Regions from separate parts of the Hordeum vulgare genome. Here region 1 is linked to region 2. A link is a contact called in public Hi-C data. All regions are on one chromosome and are shown on one strand. Each heading gives the region's core, a stretch centred on a gene start, on an enhancer-like site or on the middle of the called end of the contact. The rest is flanking DNA. Distances are from core to core; before and after follow the strand shown.

Region 1 (6,898 bases), core at 3,617-6,116, 150 kb before region 2:
TTACCAAAACCACATATGGAGAAATATGCTCTAACAGGCGACCATGGACGTGTCGGTCTCACCATCATGGCGACGGGGGTGCCACTGACGCGGTTGGCCGACGTCATCGGTGTTGTTGTCAAATTCCTCTACCGCAACGTCAATCTTCATGAACAAAACTTATTTCGCCTCCTCGAGGATGTGGATCCACCATCGCTCATGGCGAAGTTCGTAGGCGTTGCGACCGACCGACGTGGGGCGAGCAATGTTGACAATGTTGTCATCAAATTCCTCCGTTGTCGCTCCGATCTCCGCATACATAGCTTCTTTCTCTTCCTGAAGGATGTGGAGTTTGCGGGCGGGGCGGTAGGACACGAGTAGGAGCAGTGGCTTTTGCTTATCCACATCCGGCAACCACATGCGGGCCATAGGTGCAACCTCCGGCTCCTGTGCGAGCCGGTGCTCATGGAGAAGCCGGCATAAATGCAACGTTAACTGCTTCAAGCGGGAAAGGGCTAGGAAAAGTGTTTTGTGTCAGTTAAAATTGTGAGACGCGTGTGTGATAGCGGTCCAGTGTTTTGTGTCAGTTAAAATTGTGAGACGCGTGTGTGATAGCGGTCCAGATACCCACAAAGCCCCCTCCCTCATCCTTCATGGTTTGCGAGAAGACAAAAGTCCGGACCGCCATACGAACGAATGGGATGCCGTGTTAGATGACAAATCATGTCTGGACTGAACCTTTGGGTTCAGACAGATGCGGAGATTTGAGGTGAGTACTGAAGATGCACTAATATTCGTAATTGGAGGCGATGAAAGACCAAGGAAATGGGAGAGATCCCATGTTGCCAAACTATCCTTAAACGAAGGAGCCATGTTCATGTAGGTCGTGACAGTACAATTTAATTTAAAAGAAGCAGACAATTCAGTCAGGATGAGAACGGGAAGTGGTTTAGTTGCATGAAAAAAAATCCTGAGCCAGCGTGATGCCTTTCCCCTTGCAGGAAAACAACGGGCAGATGAAGCACACCACGGAGCGGCGGCTACCCTGTCCCGTGTCCTTGTCACATGCGGAAACTGGAAAGTTTGTCGTTATATCTGCTCCTTTTCTATTCGTCAAAGCAGCAGCCTCTGCTATTTGCGGTTTGGCTGATTGGCCGGTCCTTTGCACGCTGTCCGTCGAAGGCAAAGGCCCTGTTTGGATCTATGATATGAGTTAGAGTTGGTTAGATTGAACCAATATAACCCCAAAACATCCAAACAAGGAGGATTAAAGTTGGTTAGATGCATCTAACCCATCCAAAAAAACGAACCTACTCAAGAGGTGCTTATTTGGGTTAGAGTTGGGTTGGACCCACAAAAAGTTATTTTTCTCTCTACCTCCACCACACCAAATCATTGATAAAGGAGTCAAATGATTAGAAAATGTGCATTTATTGACAATCTAACCCTTCCATCCAAACACATCTTTGGTTAGAGTTAGTTTAGGGTTAGTCCAAGGTTAGAATCTAACTCTAATCTTTAATCGAGTTAGAGTATCCAAACAGGGCAAAAACAGCACAGGGGGGCAATATCAAAACCAACAAACAAACACAACAGCTACAGAGGAGAAGCAGCAGATGCTTGGACGTACGCAGGGCTTTCTTTGCCTACCTGCTCCAAAATCACTTGTTTTCTAGAGGAAGGGCCCAACTGCTCCAAAAGGGCCCAACATGCTTGCCACCATTAGCTCGATTTCTTACCAAAACTAGTCATATTTGCAAGATTCTATTCTCAGTTCATGCATGTTGCATTCTGCTTCCAGATTCCTCAAGGCACCACTCAGACAGACTCAGGAGTAGCTCGTGATTTTCAATTATATTTGCCGACCATCTTAAAAGAAGATACTAGTACACAAATATCTGAGGCAAGCTAAAAATATCTCATAATCTTCGTAGCATTGGCAGGATGGAAGAACACAGAGGATGGCCGCAGCTCACAAGTCACTACTGTAATAGGCACAAAACTAACAACATAACAGACGAGCAAAGGTAGACTGTTCACATTATTTGATGGGCGACGTGGCTGCTGCTCCGGCTACTAGTGCTACTGATGCGCAGGCGTGCTTTGGTCGACTCGTCTACTGGGGGTTGGGTGGCCTGGAGTTGGCAGCGGAGACCCTGGAGCCCCATTCCAGAAGCTCTTTGCTGGTGTCGTCCTTGTGCGCGATCACCTCGATGAAGCACAGAGAGTCCTTCTTCTCCCCCAGCGCCGTCTCTATCGCCGCCGTCAGCTCCTCCTCGCACTTCACCTGCGCAACACAAAAGCATGCATCAGCGGCAGTTCTGCAAGCTCGCATCTCTTCTTCTTCTGATGCTTACATTGGCCTATGCCAATGGACAAAAGAGTGCAGTGCTTACCTTGGCAGTCCAGCATTTGCCCTCGCCGTTGTGGATGGCCTCCACAAGGGCGGTGTAGTTCCAGTTCTTGATGACATTGTAAGGCCCGTCGTGGATCTCCACCTCGATGGTGTACCCGCCATTGTTGATCAGGAAGATTATGCTGTTCTGCTCGCACCGCAGCATGGTCGACACATCCTGTGCTGTCACCTGCAGACAGATGGAATTCCCCGGGCATCACATTAGAAACAGCACGCAGTGCAAACAAATTGCAGCACACGGCAGCAGCAGATCATCAGATCGAGGGATACTTCACCTGGAAGCTCCCATCACCAATGCAGGCTATAACACGCTTGTCACTTGCGCCTTGCGCGTACCCGAGCAATGCACCCACCGACCATCCAATCGAGCCATACTGCATCTGGAATTCATACCTGCAGTGCGCAAACAACCAACCAACCCTGCTTAGCACGAGACAATGCAAACAACAAAGGGAACATACATGCACCATCACAACATTGTGGAATCAGAAAAGCTCACCCGCAGCCCTCGGGCAGCTTCAGCTTCTGACAGTTGAACCAGGAGTCACCAGTCTCGGCGAGCACTGCATTGTCACCCGTAAGCATGTCCTGGATGTGCTTGAAGAGCACATTGACACGCAGCGGCTCGTTCGCCTCGCCCTTGAGCGGATGGCCCTCGGGCACGAAGATCCTCTTGTAGTTCTCGTAGGCGGTGGTGTTCTTCTGGACCCGCTTGGCCAGTGCAGACAAGTACTCCTTCATCATGACGCAGCCGAATGCCGGGCCGTTCCCAATGATGACGCGCTCAGGCTGCACGATGATGGCCTTGTCCTTCTTGAGCAGGAACGAGTAGCCAACAGAGCTGTAGTCGTTGAAGATAGGACCAGCGAAGAGGTAGGCGTCGGCCGACTCGACGATCTCGGCGCAGAAGGCCGTGCTGACGGCGCCCCAGTAGGTGCCGATGTAGTGGGGGTGCGTCTCTGGCACGAAGCCCTTGGCCGATGGCATTGTGGCATAGGCATAGCCACTGGCGTCCACAAGGTCGACGAAGGCCTTCCCCGCCTTCGCCACCCGCAATTTGGGGCCGGCCACAAGCACTGGCTTCACCGCCTTGTTCAGGAACTCGACGGTTGCCTCCACTGCAGCCTCGAGCCCCATCTTGTTGCTCATCCTGCAATGTTTCAGAACACAGTTCAGTTCAGTTCATCACATGGCTTCAGATACAATCATATATTACAGCAATTCTCTGTTCAGTGCATCTGTCGCTTCAGATTATAGCATCAGAATTCACGATCTGAAATTCTCGATGCTAATGATTCATATGGGCACATTTCTGTGGCGATAAAATCTTAAGGTCCCAGCAGTTAGTACATGCAAATCACGAGTTAAGACCCACGGTAGATAATTGGGGGGAAACGTTCCATGATCCAAGGTATAAACTGTTGGCACAATAATCGGGAAAAAAGCCTCTGATCAGATTCAAAGCACTACGTACTGCACGGAAACGACGACTTGGGATAAGAACAGAGTAGGTGCAGTTATCAGTACCTGGGGGCGAGGAAGAAGGGGACCGGGTCACGGGTAAAGGTGGGGTGAGGTAGCCCAGGGAGGTTGCAGCTGATGCTGAGGTAAACCGGCTTGCTCTCCCTGAGCGCCGTCGCGATGGCCGTGTCGATCTGCTCGTGCGCGTCGTCCAGGTTGGTCACCACCGCCTGAATCGAGAACCAACCAGATCGAGTCAAGAGATTAGAGAGATGAATCGAATGGGGAAGAGGCAATGCATGATGAGGAAAGGAAACGCGCGTAGGCGCGTACCTGGTGGCAGGTGACGGTCTGGAAGCAGCGTAGCTCCTGCGAGAAGTCGGGGACGCCGATGGTGTGGTGGAGGATGCGGTTGGTGCCGTAGTCGTTGGAGTTGGGCCCGCCGGCGATGCAGATGACGGGGAGGTTCTCGCTGTAGGCGCCGGCGATGGCGTTGAGGACGCTGAGGCCGCCGACGGTGAAGGTGACCGCGCATGCGCCGACGCCGCGGGCCCGCGCGTAGCCGTCGGCCGCGTAGCCGGCGTTGAGCTCGTTGCAGCAGCCGACGAGGCGCAGCCCGGGCTCGGCGACGAGGTGGTCGAGCAGCGTGAGGTTGAAGTCCCCGGGCACGGCGAAGACGTCGCTGACGCCGACCTGCACGAGCCGGCGCGCCAGATGGCGCCCCAGCGAGGCCTCCCCGGCTGCTGACGGCGCCGGGTGGGAGGACATGATCGGGCACCCCGGCGCGGACGCCGGGCATCCCACCGCGCCGTTCACCGCCGCCGGCGACGGCCCGTCGACGGACCCGATGTGGGTGTCCATCGCGATCGATCGATCCGAGTAGTACACTAGTGGGGCTGGAGCGGGAGCGGGAGCGGCAGAGGGGGCGGTGGTGGGGTTTTGGGGAATATTCGAGGTCTTGGTGGGGATTTTGTTGAGCTGTTCCGTTGACGTGTGCTGGTTTTGGTGGTCTTCTGGGAGGGGAAGGCGTCCTCCATTTATACCTGGGCTTGCGGACGCGATGGGGATTGGGGTTTTCGTGGGAAGACGGGGGTGGTCGTGCAAAACTCGCCTGCTTTCTTCGGGGAAAGGAAAAGGAAAACCACGGGCGGCGGTGGGAACTGGCCCGGTGCGTGATCAGCTCTCGGCCACTGACCGGTGGGGCCGGAGCATTATGTAGGTTCACGTGTCAGTGAGACAAGGCTAGAATGTTGGCCGTGGGACAATGAATGCTCCTTCGTTTTCGGTGGCGATCTTGCCTTCCTTCCCTGGGGGCTGGGGCGGGGGCTGGGGCTGGGGCTGGGCGTGCGACAGCGGTTTTGGTTTGTGGCGCAAGTCGCGGTTTTGGGTCTTGTTTGCTGGGCAAGGTGGGCAGCACACACGTGTCGGACTCCATTCAGCGGCTACGGTCCGTCCGGAACCTGCCGACCTGCCTCTGCCTGCTGTGCAAGTGCAACGCGGCCGCTGAGGCGAGACCAACTCGTGCATGGACGACAGTCAACCGCACCGCACTGTCATGCTTGAATGCCAAGAGGTGAGTCCGGTCGTCGTACGACCAGTCGGGCGAACTAAGGCATGTTTGGTTCGAATTCGGTTTGTTTGGAGCGACAATGGAGTTATAAATGTTCAGATGGGTCCGTAGTCGGGTGGTGCGCCCAACGCGAGGTCACACCCCGAATCGTTTGTGATTAAAAAAAAGAAAAAACAAAAAAGTCAGAAAAATATAAATAAAATTCAAACATTAATAATTATACATTAATAATTCAACGGTTCCGCGGCCCACGGTCCTTAATTAACATAATTTAGAAAACAGATAAAAATGCGCCGCCCCGCGCTGCTGTCGTGTCTGTCGCCGTGTCCGACACGGGGGAATCCACGACGTACCTCGGGTCGTAGTAGAGATCGTCGGGGAGGCGGCATCGACGGCGTTGGATCTCGTCGCGGCGGGCACGACCGCTCGTTGGCACCGGCGGGATCGGCACCCGATCGGCGGAGAGGTGCCAGTTGTTCGTCAAGTGGACGTCGCTCCACGGAAGCGGGGTCCTTGTTTCCCAATATCGGCGGCACAAATCCGCATGGACGTACTGCCGGGAGCGCGCTGGGGCGCCCGGAGGGGCAATGGAGAAGGGTGCCGGAGCAGGCCGTCGCGGAGGAGAAGAACGGCGCGGTTCGCTTGCGGTGCGGCGGCGGCCGGACGAGGACCCAGCCTCGTGTTCGTGCGCCCCCTTCCCCTTGCCGCCGGTGCTCCACCACCCCATTCCCGTCGGCGGTCGGAGAGCTCGAGGGAGGGGAGAAAGCTAGGGTTTGGAGCGGGCGCGTGCACTATGTCGATCCCGAGGAGGCAGTGGAGTGGGCGCGTGCGCTGTGTCGGTCAATGGCTTCCCCATTTTAGAAGGATAGCGACCGCCCGCCTGAGTGGATGACAGGTGGGGCCTACCGGGCGTGCGCAGTAAATACGGGCGATGGGAGGTAGGTGGCCACCTGCCACGCGTCCCTGACGCGGACGAGAGGAGGGCTCTAGCGCGTCCGCTTGTTGTCCGGCAGGACCCAAACTGGGCGCATGTTTGCCCCGGAAATGGATCAGTCTGGACACGAAACAGACGAGATGCGTCCAGGGCGGCGCGTGCTGGGCCGTGGGGTTTGTCCGTTTTGCCCCAAACGGACAGGGCGGGCCCGGATGGGGTCATGCGCTCGAGTTGGCCTAATGCACGACCTCAAACAAACGTCTGTTTCATCCACTTTTCGTCCATTTGGAATGGCAATGGATCCTTTTCGGCCAGATTCGTGAATGTGTCACTCGTACGTCCAACGCACGGTCGTATTTCGGTCGCATCTTGTCCGTTCGAGAAAATACAACCCAATCGAAAATTGAACTGTCAATTGTTGCACGTCCAAAATAGTTTTATTAGAACCCATTCAAAAATAAAAATAATATTAAATAGTATTATTACAATCCATCTATAATTTGTATGCACATTTTTTAAACCAATAAATGCATCTACT
Region 2 (6,517 bases), core at 3,839-6,338:
GCATCATGGAATTGTCGATGGAGAAAGGTTGATGATGACGATGGCGACGATTTCCCCTCTCCGGAGCCCGAAACAGACTCCAGATCTGCCCTCCAGATGAAGAACAGGATGTGGCGGCGCCTCCGTATCGCAAAACGCGATGAAACCTTCTCTCTGATTTTTTTTCCAGGCGAAACGGAAGATATAGGACTGATATTAGGTGCGGTGGTGCCACGTGGGCCCCACAAGCCCTCATGGGCGACCATAGGGGGTGGCCGCGTCCTAGGGGCTTGTGGCCCACTGGCACGCCCCCTCACATGGAACTTTGCGCAGGTATTTTTCTTTTATTCCCGAAAAAATCTCCGTAAATTTTCAGGACATTCCGAGAACTTTTATTTCTGCACAAAAATAACACCATGGCAATTCTGCTGAAAACAACGTTAGTCCGGGTTAGTTCCATTCAAATCATGCAAATTAGAGTCCAAAACAAGGGCAAAAGAGTTCGAAAAGTAGATACGACGGAGATGTATCATCAAGTTTGCTCGAGTCATGCGTGCCCCTTGTATGCATGCATTCAGAAGCATGGGAGATGACGGGGCGGCTCGTAACTCCTCTATCTCTTCTGTCACCTCCTACGTCCATTAACCATTGTAAGAGCATATTTCTCAAAGCGTGGTTTTGATAATTGATGACAACCCATATGGAATAATGGTTGCCTTGAGTTATATTCGAAGGATCTGTCAATATGAATTTGTTGAAGTCCATCTGTTGGTTTCAAGGAGTTTTATATGGTTACCAGGGTGGCATTCAAGGTTTTATCCAAACATTGGTCATGTGAGAGTGGAGCTTATTGCAAGCACGTCTTGAAGAATAAGATTGTGTGAGCATTCATGTTTACCTTCAAGATATCATCTTATGAAGACATAAGATAAGATACAAGGTTTATCAAGACTAAGTCAAAGAGTGATTCAAGTTGATCAACCCACAAAGCGTACAAGATGTACTGAGAGGGATCAAGTGATCCCATGGTATGGTAAGCATTGTCCATTATGCTTTGTGTACTAACCCATGGTCTACGTGAGAGTTCTGTGTGGGGCTAGGTATGTTTCTCTGAGCTTGCGTCAAGAGGAAGATCTCATATAACCCATGGAGTATGACATCAAGTGGTGATCGTCATCAAGATTGCGGTGTGCAGGTTCGAGTGGAGCATCACGAAGATATCATGCTTGAAGCTTGCCGTCCATTATGGTGACAATGGACGTGTGAAGATGTGCGGAAGAGTGGCTCACCCATGGTGGAGTATGGGGGGAGCAATCAACTAGTATTCATTGAGTCAACACAATCAAGAAAGGTGGTCCATCTTGAGGAAGTGGACTATGTGCAAGGTATAGGTTTGCCTTGATAGGTTGTCTCATGGTGGTAGGTGAGAGACCGGGTTATAGGATCGATTGTCGTACTATCAAGGGGTGCTCTCAAGTGAGTAGCTTGATCGTATCGTTCGTTGAGAGCTCAAACCATTTGCATCCTTGCATCATCTTTCTTGGTTCTTATTTGGTGTTTCTCTTTGTGAATTTTAGAGCTTATGGTCATCTTCATGACAAGCTCACGTTTAGCGAAATGGGAGTCCATATGCACTTCTATGATGTTTTCGATGTTGGAGTTTTTGCTGGTTCTTAATTTATATCATTGGAATTTTTATACTACCTCTTCTTATTATAAGCTCTTGTTGTCCTGAATTAGACAAGCTTGAGTTTGCTCAATCCGGAGCTCGTATATGAAAGTTATGGCGGTTTTGGTTTTGCTTGGGCTGAAGTACTACTTTAAGCGGTAGTAGAGAGCGGTAGTACCCCTCAAGTGGTACTACCTCTCCCCTAAGTGGTAGTACCTCTTAGGCACTACTTCCTCTCCCTTCTACCGCAACATTATTGCTTATTATCTCTCTCGGTTGCGAGCGCTAGTAGAGCAGTAGTAGAGAGTGGTAGTACCTCTCAAGCGGTACTACCTATCCCATCGAGCGGTACAACCTCTCTCGCAGAACTACCGCTCGTGTTTTTCTGTCTCGTTGGTCTGTTTTGACCATGCTAAGCGGTAGTACCGCTTGAGCACGATTAGTGGGCATAAGAGTTGGATTCGGAGGGGCCTATCTAAGGGGGTATTCTTCCCCAATGGTCCCTATCCTCTGAGCTCGTTTTGCCCCCCATTGTTGACCTTCTTCGAGCTTGCTAACTCTCAGTCCCTCCAATGATTCTTTATAGTGCTCGAGGTAAAAGAGAGTGGAGATCTAGATCTACGTTTCCACCAATCACTTTCTCCTCTATGTGAGGGGAACCCCTTGGATCTAGATCTTGGAGTTCTTTGTGAGCTCCTTGTTCTTCCTCTCACATTCCTTCATAGGTTTTGTTGTTGTGGAGGGATTTGACTGTGAGGGACTTGACCACTTCGTGTGTTCTTGACATTGCACTAGTTGCATCACTTTGATTTCTCCACAGTGATACATGGAAGTGAGGTTTGAGAAGCTTATTACTCTTGGGGTTTGGGCACCCTAGGGCTTGTTCCTCTTGGATGCTTTGGTGCCCTAGACGGTTGGTGGTTCCTCAGAGCTCAATCATTATGGTGTAAAGCTCCGGGCAAGCATTGGGGTCTTCAATTAGGTTGTGGAGATTGCCCTGAGCAATTGAGGTCACCTCGGAGCCACAATCCATTATGGTGAAGCTTCGTGGTGTTGTTGGAAGCCTCCAATTAAGTTGTTAAGATTGCCCCAACCTTCTTTGTATGGGTTCGATGACCGCCCTCAAGGGTCGGCAACTTGCATTGTGCGAGGGCGTGAGGAGATTACGGTGTCCCTAGTGGCTTCTTGGGGAGCATTGTGCGTCCACACTGCTCCAATTGGAGATTAGCATCCGCAAGGGTGTGAACTTTGGGATACATCGTCGTCTCTGCGTGCCTCGGTTATCTCTTACCCGAGCCCTTTACTTTGTGATAGCCATGTTGTTTCTTGTTATATAGCTTGCTCTTACTTAGTTGTTTATCTTGCTTAGCATAAGTTGTTGGTGCACATAGGTGAGACTAGTTGTTTTAGGTTTTGTGCTTGACTACTTAACGTTAGTTTTATTCCATATTTGTTCAAGCCTAAATCATAATTATTTTACAGAGCCTATTCACCCCCCTCTAGGAGACATCCACGTCCGTCCAACCTTAGCCCCCTCTCCCCCTTATCGCCCCTTCAGTCTTTCCGATGGCAGACCCACGGTCGCGCCATTCCCACACCCATCCTCGCTGGTAGCAACGTCATCTAGGACAGGGGTGGCCAGCCTCGCCTCTTCTATGAGCAGTGCAGTTGTGGTTACTCTCATCTACTGAATTGACAAGGTTGTGAAGATGGAGTGGGACGCCGCTAGTGGATAGGCACATGTCATGGGTGGCGTTGAGGATACCTAGGACATCATCTCGACCAACCACTCGTTCGTGAGGGTGGAGGTGCCGGGTAGGGTAGCCGTGATGAGCCAACCGTTAGGCGTTGGCCGGAGGCCTAGGACGGGCCACAAGGAAGGGGCACATGAGCCAATGATGTTCTACATGCACATCAAGGAGGAGGAAAAACATCATCATGCTTGTCATCCGCCTACCTTTAGGTGAGTGATGAAGCAATGGCTAGTCCACAACACTCCTCGCATCGTGAGCCTCTTTGCCACCACATGGTGTGATTTCTCGGTGCAAGCCCACACCTTTGAGGGGCATATTTTTAACAATGAAAATGAAATCAAATGATGGAAAAAAACAATGCATTTTCAAGAACATAATTAAAACCATACCTGTTAGGGTAAAAATCAAAACCATCGCATTGAAGTGCTTTCACAAATAAATTTTGATAGTAGATGCAATTATTGAAGAATAGAAGGATGCATATTTGAGACGAGAAAACAGAAAAACTTAGAAAAGCAAGAGTAGCAATTTTGGATGGGAAGAATGATGCATGCAATAGACACCATATAGGACACACGAACGGATGAGTAAAAATCACGTAAAGAAAATAATCGAACATAAGGAAAACAAAGATAAAATTAGAGAGGAAAACATAACTGAGAAACAACATAAAAGCGGAACAGGGACGAAGGAAGAACATGAACAATTGTTGAAACTCATGGATCATGGTTTGTAAAAGAATGAGGATGTAAAAGAACGAGAATGGTCTATACACACAAATAGACACACCTATAAGCACGGCCTGCAGAAGTATTTATATAATATAAACACATTTACTGTTTCGTATTCACACAATTAGGAATTCCCATCAAATTCTCAACCATTTTCTCTCCAAATAAGTGTCTGGATCAGTTGATCACGGCGTAGATGGACGGCTAGAGACATTTTTCACATATGCCTGTTCGTGCACTTGCGTGTCCATGCCAATTTTCGCTGTACATGTTGGGTTTAGTCCCACATCGGTTGTGAAAGGAGACATAACACGATTTATAAGGGTGAGGGTGTCCCCTCCGAACAGGCTAGTCTTTTGAGGGGAGAGGGCCCAAAGCCTGTCATAAGTCGGTGTTGCTCTCCGGTTGGGCCTGTTGACGCATGTGGGTCGGAGACGCTGGTGTTAACGGATCCGGGATTGCGTAACAAGTGGTATCAGAGCCCAGGTGCCCGGAATAAATCTCGGTGGACTCACGGGTCGTCGGTCAAGATAGATGGGCTGGAACGTTAGTGTTAGCGGGTCCATGGATGACCGATATGTGAGGGAGAGATTGTTGGGTGCCCAAGTTAAGCTATGAGCTATGACTCTCGTCAAGTGATGGGGCACTAACCTGGCATGCACAAGATGCTTTTGCCTTACGTGTTAGGACAATGTTACTGTTAGTTAGTACAGTAGATCCATTAGCAAGAAGGTTGGAACCTACTCCCACGAAAGAAAACAAGAAGATTGGAACACGACTGGACGTGGACCCGCTGCAGAGAAAGCAACGTGGGACTGGGAACTGAAACAGCGTCGGCCGCCCTACTGTAAACCAAAACCTCCCACCGGTTTTGGTCATTTCCGCCCTGAGCCTCAAACTTGGTTCCAAGTTCCGAGTGCTTCGCTCCCAGACAAAAGAGGCGCCTATGCATGTGCAAACGTGCAGCACTCCGCCAGAAACGACTCACGACGTCACCAACTCAGAATATGCCCATCATGGAACCGCTGATTGCTGCTTGCTAGAAAAGGACACTTCAGCCGCCGGTGCACGGTGCTCCGTTACGTCAGGTATGAGATCGGCTTAAGCCTTTCATTGAGCACGAAAAAAGGATTACTAAAAAATTGATCGCCTGTATCATAAGGTCTTTTTTTTCTTGCAAAATACGTGTATCATATCTGCATGAACGAAACTACCTGACACCACACCCAAGGGGGCGGCTGTGGCCGTGCAAGAACGAGGCAGGGGGTTGTCAAACCCAGTGGGCTGGCTCCGTCGCTCGATCCATCCTTCACTCGTTCCGTCGGCCTTCGAAGCGACCCAAGTCGTAGCCACTTCGTACGTCCACAGACTGGCTACCATGCTGCACGCCTTGTAACATTCGCTCTACAGAACGGCCGCAGCTTGGGCAGGCTTAACCCGGGGAGCCAAAACTGAAGCATGGTTGCCCACGCCGCACCGTTTCCGCTGTGCCCCTTGGTTTAGACACGATGAAATCGGCGGATGCTGCACCAGTCTCGTCGATGGGCAACACGGCATGCAACAGTGTTTGTTCATGGGCAAATATTGTGCAGTCTTCTTATGCAACTAGGGACATGTTTGGTAGGCTGCATTAGATCGGTCCAGATCTACGTCGGGGAAACTTGGGCAGTTTGGTTACCCGTATGGACTCGTTTGTCTGCATAGCATAAACATTAAAGCATCTCTAGGCCTCCATTCAGATGAACACTCAAACTAGCCGTTTTTGTGGAGCCAGACCCGAGGATGCAAACCTAGGCACGTGGACGTGGGCCGTTGCAGCGTGGCTGCAGTCTCGAGAAGCCGCGTTGTTTCTCGAAGCGTCGTCATAAAAATATCTTCACCTTGCTTCCTCGCCGCTATCTCCCCTCTTCCCCACTCACACCGACGGTGACGACCACCGGAGCGACAGCAGCATGACCTACGACGGCGACGACCACCACATCTACTTCACACCTTCACCGAAGGGCATCGTCAATGGCGGTAAGTTTCTTTGATCTCTCTAGAGTAACTCCGTCGAGGCCGAGCTAGATTTAATTGAGCACACGATAGGAGAGTGAGGGAGGGGATTGAACACATCGAGGGTGGGGTGATTGAACACATGTTGATTTCATGCCTAATCGGTTGATTACATCGGGGATGGGGATTGGGGTACAACCTACTTGTCTAGCAACAGCGACTGTGGAGTCGCATCGAGCGGCGGTGGAACGCAGGCCTCTTTTCTTCCTTGGTGTCATCTTCTTCCCGTTCGTCTTCTTCCTCATCGTCAAGAACGGTGGGTCAAGAATGATGGGTCTTGCACGGCCGCATGCCATCGATGCCCTAGCCATCATCTGCACCTTGTTGTC

Evidence for each region. A called contact is a pair of places that touch in the nucleus more often than the background predicts.
Region 1: a contact with region 2 is called in a Hi-C map of seedling, with 2.3 times the contacts expected there. The contact joins the promoter of LOC123448899 here to the enhancer-like site in region 2. A contact is called at or near these places in 2 of 6 Hi-C or Micro-C datasets (leaf and seedling) and 1 of 1 datasets of contacts at active chromatin or transcription factors (embryo).

What each region holds. Positions count from the first base shown.
Region 1 is chr4H:449,594,141-449,601,038 of MorexV3_pseudomolecules_assembly, reverse strand. It overlaps LOC123448899 (pyruvate decarboxylase 2), which reads right to left and starts at 4,866. Exons shown (of 6, transcript XM_045125934.1): 1 at 4,190-4,866; 2 at 3,923-4,086; 3 at 2,895-3,545; 4 at 2,671-2,788; 5 at 2,376-2,564; 6 at 1,879-2,266. The coding sequence starts at 4,717. The coding sequence ends at 2,096.
Region 2 is chr4H:449,439,757-449,446,273 of MorexV3_pseudomolecules_assembly, reverse strand. No RefSeq gene overlaps it. Among protein-coding and RNA genes, the nearest start is that of LOC123448899, 150 kb to the left of the region's middle. Within about 2 kb of position 5,088, at least 3 of the 3 cell types and tissues checked have open chromatin away from gene starts, as enhancers often do. A contact at or near this core is called in leaf and seedling, where this site is marked.